2 separate regions of the Zea mays genome follow, and region 1 is linked to region 2. A link is a contact called in public Hi-C data. All regions are on one chromosome and are shown on one strand. The core of a region is the stretch at or near the end of the contact, and the rest is flanking DNA. Distances in the headings are between cores, read along the strand shown.

The links. A called contact is a pair of places that touch in the nucleus more often than the background predicts.
Region 1: a contact with region 2 is called in a Hi-C map of bundle sheath, with 4 times the contacts expected there. The contact joins the promoter of LOC103626964 here to the promoter of LOC100274431 in region 2. A contact is called at or near these places in 6 of 25 Hi-C or Micro-C datasets (bundle sheath, ear, endosperm and 2 more).

The regions. Positions count from the first base shown.
Region 1 is chr5:141,982,374-141,986,163 of Zm-B73-REFERENCE-NAM-5.0, reverse strand. LOC103626964 (F-box/kelch-repeat protein At3g61590-like) reads left to right here and starts at 2,240. Exons shown (of 3, transcript NM_001301597.1): 1 at 2,240-2,498; 2 at 2,590-2,673; 3 at 3,602-3,790. The coding sequence starts at 3,630.
Region 2 is chr5:141,839,111-141,842,710 of Zm-B73-REFERENCE-NAM-5.0, reverse strand. It overlaps LOC100274431 (BTB/POZ domain-containing protein POB1), which reads left to right and starts at 1,422. Exons shown (of 6, transcript NM_001148790.2): 1 at 1,422-1,762. The coding sequence starts at 1,552.

The DNA of each region.
Region 1 (3,790 bases), core at 991-3,490, 140 kb before region 2:
GCGGGGAGGTGTGGGGGTGGGGGTAGAGATTCGAGGATGGATGCCTAAGTGGGCCAGTGATGGGGAGACGTCGAGCAACACGTCGTCGTCATCCATGGCGGCAGATCGAGGCTGATTCGAGGAGGCGTGGGGGCGGGGGATCTCGGCCATTGCGGCAGTCCGAGCAGCGTCGTCGTCGAGGCGGGGAGCTTTGTTCTGCGGGCTTCCCTCCGCCTCCTCCCCTTCAGCGGCGTCTTCCCCGTCGGTCTCGGTGCCGACGCCACAGGAAGCGTAGTCCGAGCAGCGTCGTCGAGGCGGGGGGCTTTGTTCCACGGGCTTCCCTCTGCCTCCTCCCCTTCAGCGGTGTCTTCCCCGTTGGTCTCGGTGCCGACGCCACAGGAACCGTAGTCGGCAACTGAATGTACAGCCTTGACGGAAATATAGCGAATAACAGAATACTTGAGAACAGCGAAGATGACTAAGGCTAGAACCAATTTTTGTGTTCTAATATGCCCAAAGGTGTCTTGAACACCCACCCAAGGCACGAGGCTCGTCCAAGATGAGGTTTGAAATGGATTAAGTAATTGCTGAAATGTTCTAGAGCAAAGACGAGAGAGCATCCGAGCACACAATCAAGGCGGAAAACAAGGTGGATAGGGAAGCGATCCTGGGCTCTAAGCAAAAAAAACACAAAGTCCAAACTCCCAATCATCGATCGAGCTGGAGTAAGTTTCCCCGTCCGCAGATAGCTTGAAATCCAAATCCCATAGCAACCTGAGAAATGTAACCAGGTTGTAACCGGAAATCTGGAACCATTGCCACCTACCGGAGGACCTCAGCGTAAGCGTAACCGACCAGCAGGGCAAGCCCACGCGGAGCCTCATACTAACCCTTCGGCGGAGGAGCTTTGTTCAGCGGGCTTCCCTCCGCGAGAGAACACCAAATCCGGAGCAAGTAGGACTGGATCTGCACTTAGAGGCCTCGGATCCACACAACCACTGACCAGATGCCGCTAATGCTACAGGATGATCTAGAGCGGTGGGGGCTGATAAGCCTCTCCATGGCTGGCGCTGCGAAGGGTTTAGGGCGGTGGCAGATGGCTGGCACTGCAATGCCCTTTGCCTGAACAGATGGAGGGAAGCAGCGAGAAAGACGGGGAGGGAGCAGTGGAGCGCGGTGTGCGGAGGTGGGATCCATGAGCGGGCGCGGGAGGTGCGGCGCAGGCGACGCGATGCAGCAGCTCCTCGCGTCGATGGCGGCGAGTCATGCGGGCGGGCGAGGATGGATCACGGGGCGGGGGCACGCGAATCACGGGAGCGGAGCCACGGTAGCTGGTGGACGCCTACTTTGCTATCTTATAGAGTAGTAAAGATTTGGCACATAATAACTCACTCAATATGTATTGAGCACTTAATCACCAAAATATACTAGAAATGACCCAAGGGCACATTTCCCTTTCAAACCCCCCTGTTGTAATAAAGACAATGTTCGGTTGTCTGTTTTAGGCCATGCCCATAGATTTTCCCACTTTTTAGGGCTAGTTTAAGAACCCTATTTTCTAAAGGGATTTCCATTTTTCTAACGAAAAATAGTTTATTTTCCTTTAGAAAGATAGGAACCTTTAGAAAAATATAGTTCCCAAACTAGTCCTTAATACTTTAGCTTCGGAAGAATAGCCTCCAGCTACAGTAGCAGCGCTGTAAAAAGCTCAGCCGAATGTCTAATGCTTCGTTCATATGCCGGTACTGGAGGGCATGAAATTGAATTGGTTTGAATATAAAATCAGCCATGGTATTGAAATTAGATGAAATTACAGTTCTATTATTTGGATGTCCCTGCACAGAGGGGTAACACTCTCAATTGGGAGAGAGAGTTTCTAGTTATAGTCCAATACCACGGAATTGACTCTCTGGTTTTAAAAACCCAATTCTATGTGCAACTAAACAACAGAATTTAGAAAAACTGAATCTAAATCCTGATTTTGTATACCAATATCTACATCAAAACGAGATATAATACTTAAAAAAAGTCCTCGTGATATTACGAATGCGTTAGGAGAGGGTAGAGCTAGATAGCACAGGATGACAGTGAGATTATCTATGTCACATGTCAGGTGGATATGTCCGGTAGACAAAAAAGCACCATCCAAAGGATTTCCGTTCTCTCCCACTACACTAGTACGTCTGGAGCTGAACCGATCGACCCTCTCCCTCCATCCCTCCCTCACTGTCTAAAACATTTTTTTCTTTGCTTGAAGCAAGCACCTTCCCCTTTCTCTGCCTCCCTCTCCCCTCCATATATACGCCATTGTGTCGCTCCGCTAGTCTCGCGCGACGCCCATGGGGGAGGAGGGGGGCCTGATCTAATGTAGGGGCAGGAGGAAGCCCTTCCACTGTTCCATCTCTTTCCCGGAGTAGGTGGTGGGCACGACGAAGGCCCCTCGCCCCCACCAGATTCGTGCAACTCGGCGCCTCATCCGATCGGCACCGGCCGCCCAACGCGCTACAGACGCGCTGCCGGTACCCTCTCCCTCTCCGCCCGGAAGATTTGGTTTTTGGTGCATTTGTTTAGCTCTTGGCGATGAATCCCTGTTCGGTCTGTTCCTGAAAGCGTCGGGACTCTGGAGGACACGGCGGCGGCTTGGTGGATTGTGGGAGGGAGGGCCTTCTCTTGGATTTCTGTTGTCGAGGACAGGTAACCAATCGCATCGTCTTCCCCCATTCATGTTTGTCTTTTTTTTTTTCAGTGAGACATGGATTGTTTGGGGGATTCTTTTTTTTTATTTTTTGGGGGGTTTAGGGTCTATGCTTCATCATGCATTGAATTGCGGGTTAGCGCTTGCTTTTTCGCGCGGCGTCAAGGATTGGTACTAGCCATGAGGCGTGCGTTTCGTGGTGTGGTTTCTGGTAAAATTCGGTGGGTAGATAGTGCTGCTCTTGCCTGCGCTGCTTGCTTTATTTGTCTGCGCCTGCCTTTAATGATCGTGATGTGGCCCTTTCCGCGGCAAATTGAATGTGGTGGCCAAAAATCAGCTGTGGCCCTCTCTGGAAAAAAAATAATAATAGAGAGGTTCTATTTGTGATGGGGACGTTATTGTCCGGCAATTTGTCCCCCCGGCAATTAGAAGTAGCTGTTTCTGTCATTTTTCCCCGTTTAATCGTCCTCGTGGCACAAGACAAATATACGGATCGAGAAAAGATTTATTTATTTATTTATGTAACAAGTAATAAAGAGAGAGAAACTGGTCAGACCTCTGCCATTTGTTGATCTTACTGCATTTCATGTCGTTGAAAGAAGGTTAGATTGGTCAGGTTGGATTATTGCCCTTTTCATCTAGGCGAGTTTAGTCTGTTAAAGAAATGGCATACTTTTGGTGTTTGGTTACCGGCAGATGTGCCCTTGAGATGTAGACAGCCACCAGGTTGTTTTCATCGAATTTGCATTATACATGGTGGTACAGAGTATAGAGAGTCTGACCTGAACATTGCTTTTCTATTTACATCTACTCTGTACTCAGAAAAATTTGGCTGGGCTGAAAATGCTTGCTTAGTTTTATCTGCATCAGACGTTTTCATATTTGGTTCATTTCCCTTATTTTTATCGCAACAATTGTCTCTTGCAGGGTCTTGTATTAGCTAGCTATTCACTGGATGTTGGCGATGGGGACAGAAGAGTGGGAGCTCTATCCTTGTTCCTACAGCGGCTCACAGGTGATAGAGTACAGGCCGGTCTCTGAAGACGAAGACGGCGAGGACGACCAGAACGGGGCCGACGTGGCAGTGTCGCTGGACGCCGTTCTCCCAGACGATCT
Region 2 (3,600 bases), core at 173-2,672:
CATTAACAGGATTTACATTACATTGATACCTTCGGCTTGTTCGAAGGTGTTGACGTGAGAGCGATTACAATCCAGCATGAACAGTACGTTGCTACTGTTCATATATTTATAGGCACGGACACAGCCCGGGTAAAAGTACATTTGTGTCCTTGATATTTACTTATGAACATAACATAAATCATTAAGGACTTGCTAGTCTTTTTCCCTTCCGGTCAGCATCATGTCTGGTCTTCATCACCATTTAAGCCGAAGCTATTACTCTTCGGCTATAACTTCAACGTTCATTCTTATCATCTTCGGATTATATCTTCATCTCGTATGCCTTTGCCATGGGAGAGAACTTCCATTCTGAAGCCCAAGTTCCCTGTAATAATTCATATCATGCTGAAAATATATGGTTAGTCATGTTTTTAGGACCTTCGAGAGAGTAAGCCCCCTAACAGTGTGTCAGTCCGGGTTGTACTTAACCACACTGTAATGACCTCTAATAACCCTTGAGGGGGGAATATTCTGGGGATAACGTAGGTAACTAGGGGCATAACTATATTTACAGTTACCTATAATACCCCGCACTGTACCCTGATGGGACAGGCTGAAAAAACACTGTTGCTCTAATCCATCGTGTTGTTAAGCATCAAAGTATTTTTGTTTCCCACTACTTGGACCCACTCGACCACGTGTCACTGAGTTCCAACAGCAACCGAACAAACCCGAACAAGAGCAATTCCCCGCAACAAATAGAGGACGTAGTCTCTATTGCCACTCTCACCATATATATACAACACACGACATTGGATATTTTCGAATTGAAACACTAGAGGTGGTATTAGGGCTGGAAATGAGCCGAACTTAGCTCGGTGCAACTCGTTGACAGACAAGCTCAGCTCATTCACTCAACGAGCTGAAAGAGGAGGCTCAGCTCGGCTCGCAAGCTGGACCTTGATAAATAATATTGCATTATATAGTGATTTAATAGTACATAAATGTGAAAAATATAATCATCATTTAATACTATAAGTGAAATTATCTATTATTATATATAGTTTGATTAATTTGGCACGGCTTACGAGCCAGAACGAGCTAGCTCGGTGGACCAGCAAACTCAAAAATAAGGCTCGACTCGACTCACTCGACGTTTACAAACTGCCCCAAACTTAAACTGGCTCGTGAGCTTTGAACTTTTTTTTTTCAGACCTAGGCGTACGCAAACGGTCAGCCAAACTAACAATCCGAGCACGAATTCAACGCAAACGGTCAGCCGAGCCAAACCAACAATCCGAGCACGAATTCAACGCCGCTGTCGCGGCACCATCGGCACCACCACCAAAACGTTTGAAGCCCCCTTTCCCATCCTAGCCCCTCCATTGCCTCATTATAACCACCACCGTCTCTTCCTTGTGTCTTCTCCTCCTTTCCCTCCCGGCCACTTCTCTCGTTTCGCCCTCCCCCTCGAGCACCCCGCCGGCTAGGGTTACGGCCACCGCCTTCCACGCCTCCCCCACTTCCCGTAGGCGGAGGCTGGTCGGCGTGCACGCGACCGCGGCGGCGGAGATGGACCCGGACTTCTCGCCCGGGGGCGGGGGGCCCAGCTTTGAATTCGCCTTCAACGAGGTCAACTTCTCCGACCGGGAATTGCGTATCGAGGTCGTCGCCGGGGATGACTACGCTCCGGGGTCCAGCGGCGCCGGTGCCGGAGGAGGTGGCCTCGCCGACTGGGCGCGCCACCGCAAGCGCCGCCGTGAGGAGCTCCTCAAGGAGAAAGGTACGCCACGGATTCTGGCTACGCATGCCGTTGTTGCCTTGCGGTCGTGTGATTTTGCGTGTTTATTTGTGACGCTTGACGCGATTCGGCTGAGAATTTGCTGGGGGCTCCTATGTGCCTCGTTTATTTTAGTAAAATCTGATTCACGTAGGTACCCGACAATATAGGTTATAATGGAAAGGGAATCGGTGAAGGATAGAGAGGAATTTCAATTTGGAGCTGCCATGACGCACTTGTACGAATTATCTGACATTTTGATCTGTCATGAGCTACAATAATTGACAAACGTATTTACAGGAATAAATGAATTAATTCAGGCTATCCATAGTTTGAATTTGAGTTGACCCACCCAAATATTCAAATTAATCTAGTTGAGAAGCTACGGGGTAACGAGAGGGGTGCAACTCAGAAACCATTTGCAGGTGATGCATCTGTACTTTTTAGGTTGGCAGCGTATAGATGCTTCTGATTATGGAGGTGTAGGTTTTGTGTCGCCTGTTCTTAAGATAACCATGGAAGACTTACTCTGTTGATAAAATACCCGGAGAGGGTCAATTGTGCTTCATAATCATGGAAACCATAGTTATTAAGGTGTAGTTTAAGCACTGGAGCGGGCTAGGGTTACACTATGCCTTGCATATATATATGTTGTCTGTCTTATGGGTTTGGCGTCTCAAAATCGTCACATTAGCGTCTGAATCGTAGGAAATCACTTGTGGAAGAAAGGTGGGAGGAGGGGGAAAGCATCAGGAGATTCTGGCGGGAGACTCATAGGAAAAGCATGGGAGAAATAGAGCGTGTGGCAGAGAGGAAGTGCATGGAAGACGGAGAGCGGCAGATCTGCTGGCTACTGTGCCGGAGTTGCTGTCCTCCCTCGTTCCAGCAGCCCTGGTGGCAGCAGCCATCTTCTCGTGTCGATTCAACAGCAGGCCATGGCACCTCTAATTTGCTGTAATAAGTGTTGTGGAAATGTGTGTGTTCTATGTTGTGTTGGATTTGTGGCCATACAAGGGATCAAGTTCGAAACGATGATATAGGTGATAGGATATGGTTAGCACCAATTGAAGAAAAGCTTGTCTAACACCAATTGAGGTGATTTGAACGTGTGAGACCTCCAAAGACACCAGTGTGTAGTGGGATCTTACTGCGTGATAGTAATGATAAGAGGCAGGGGAATGCTGAAGTTGACATCGGAGAAAATAAAAGGAGACTTGAAAGGATGGAATATAATCAAAGATTTAGCCTTGAATAGGAGAGGAAAACAACTATCCACGTGCCTAAACTTTGATTTGTGGCTTTTGTTGGGTTTCAACTCTAGTCTACCCCAACTTGCTTGGGACTTTATTGTTGTTGTTCAAGGTTATGGGTGTCTAGTTGCAGTCATGTTCCTGCTGATGTGATTCTGTGAATATTCTTTACAGTAGCAACTGGCCAAATTAATAGACCACAAGATTGAGGTTCTTGAAATGACAATGGGTGTGGTGTAATATTATAATTTTGAATCAAGATACAAATTTTTTTTTCTGAAAATTGTATATTTTTTAAAGATAATATTGAGCAAGCTTGTGATCCTGAAAGTCACAATCTGCATTGCTTTCTACTGCTTATGGCATTTTCGACTCTCCACTTTGACTCATGTTAGCTATACAAGTCATGGGTGTTGCTTATGCATGCAGATTTTGATTTACAATCCATTTTCCCCTTAATAATGTTACTGTTGTATACATATGACCATTTTGCTATGCAACAACGTTTCCTATTAAACCGTAGGTTCTATTATTGCGGTCCTTTCTTGTTTCATTTGATTTTCTGCTATGCCAGTGTCACCTTCGTTTGTG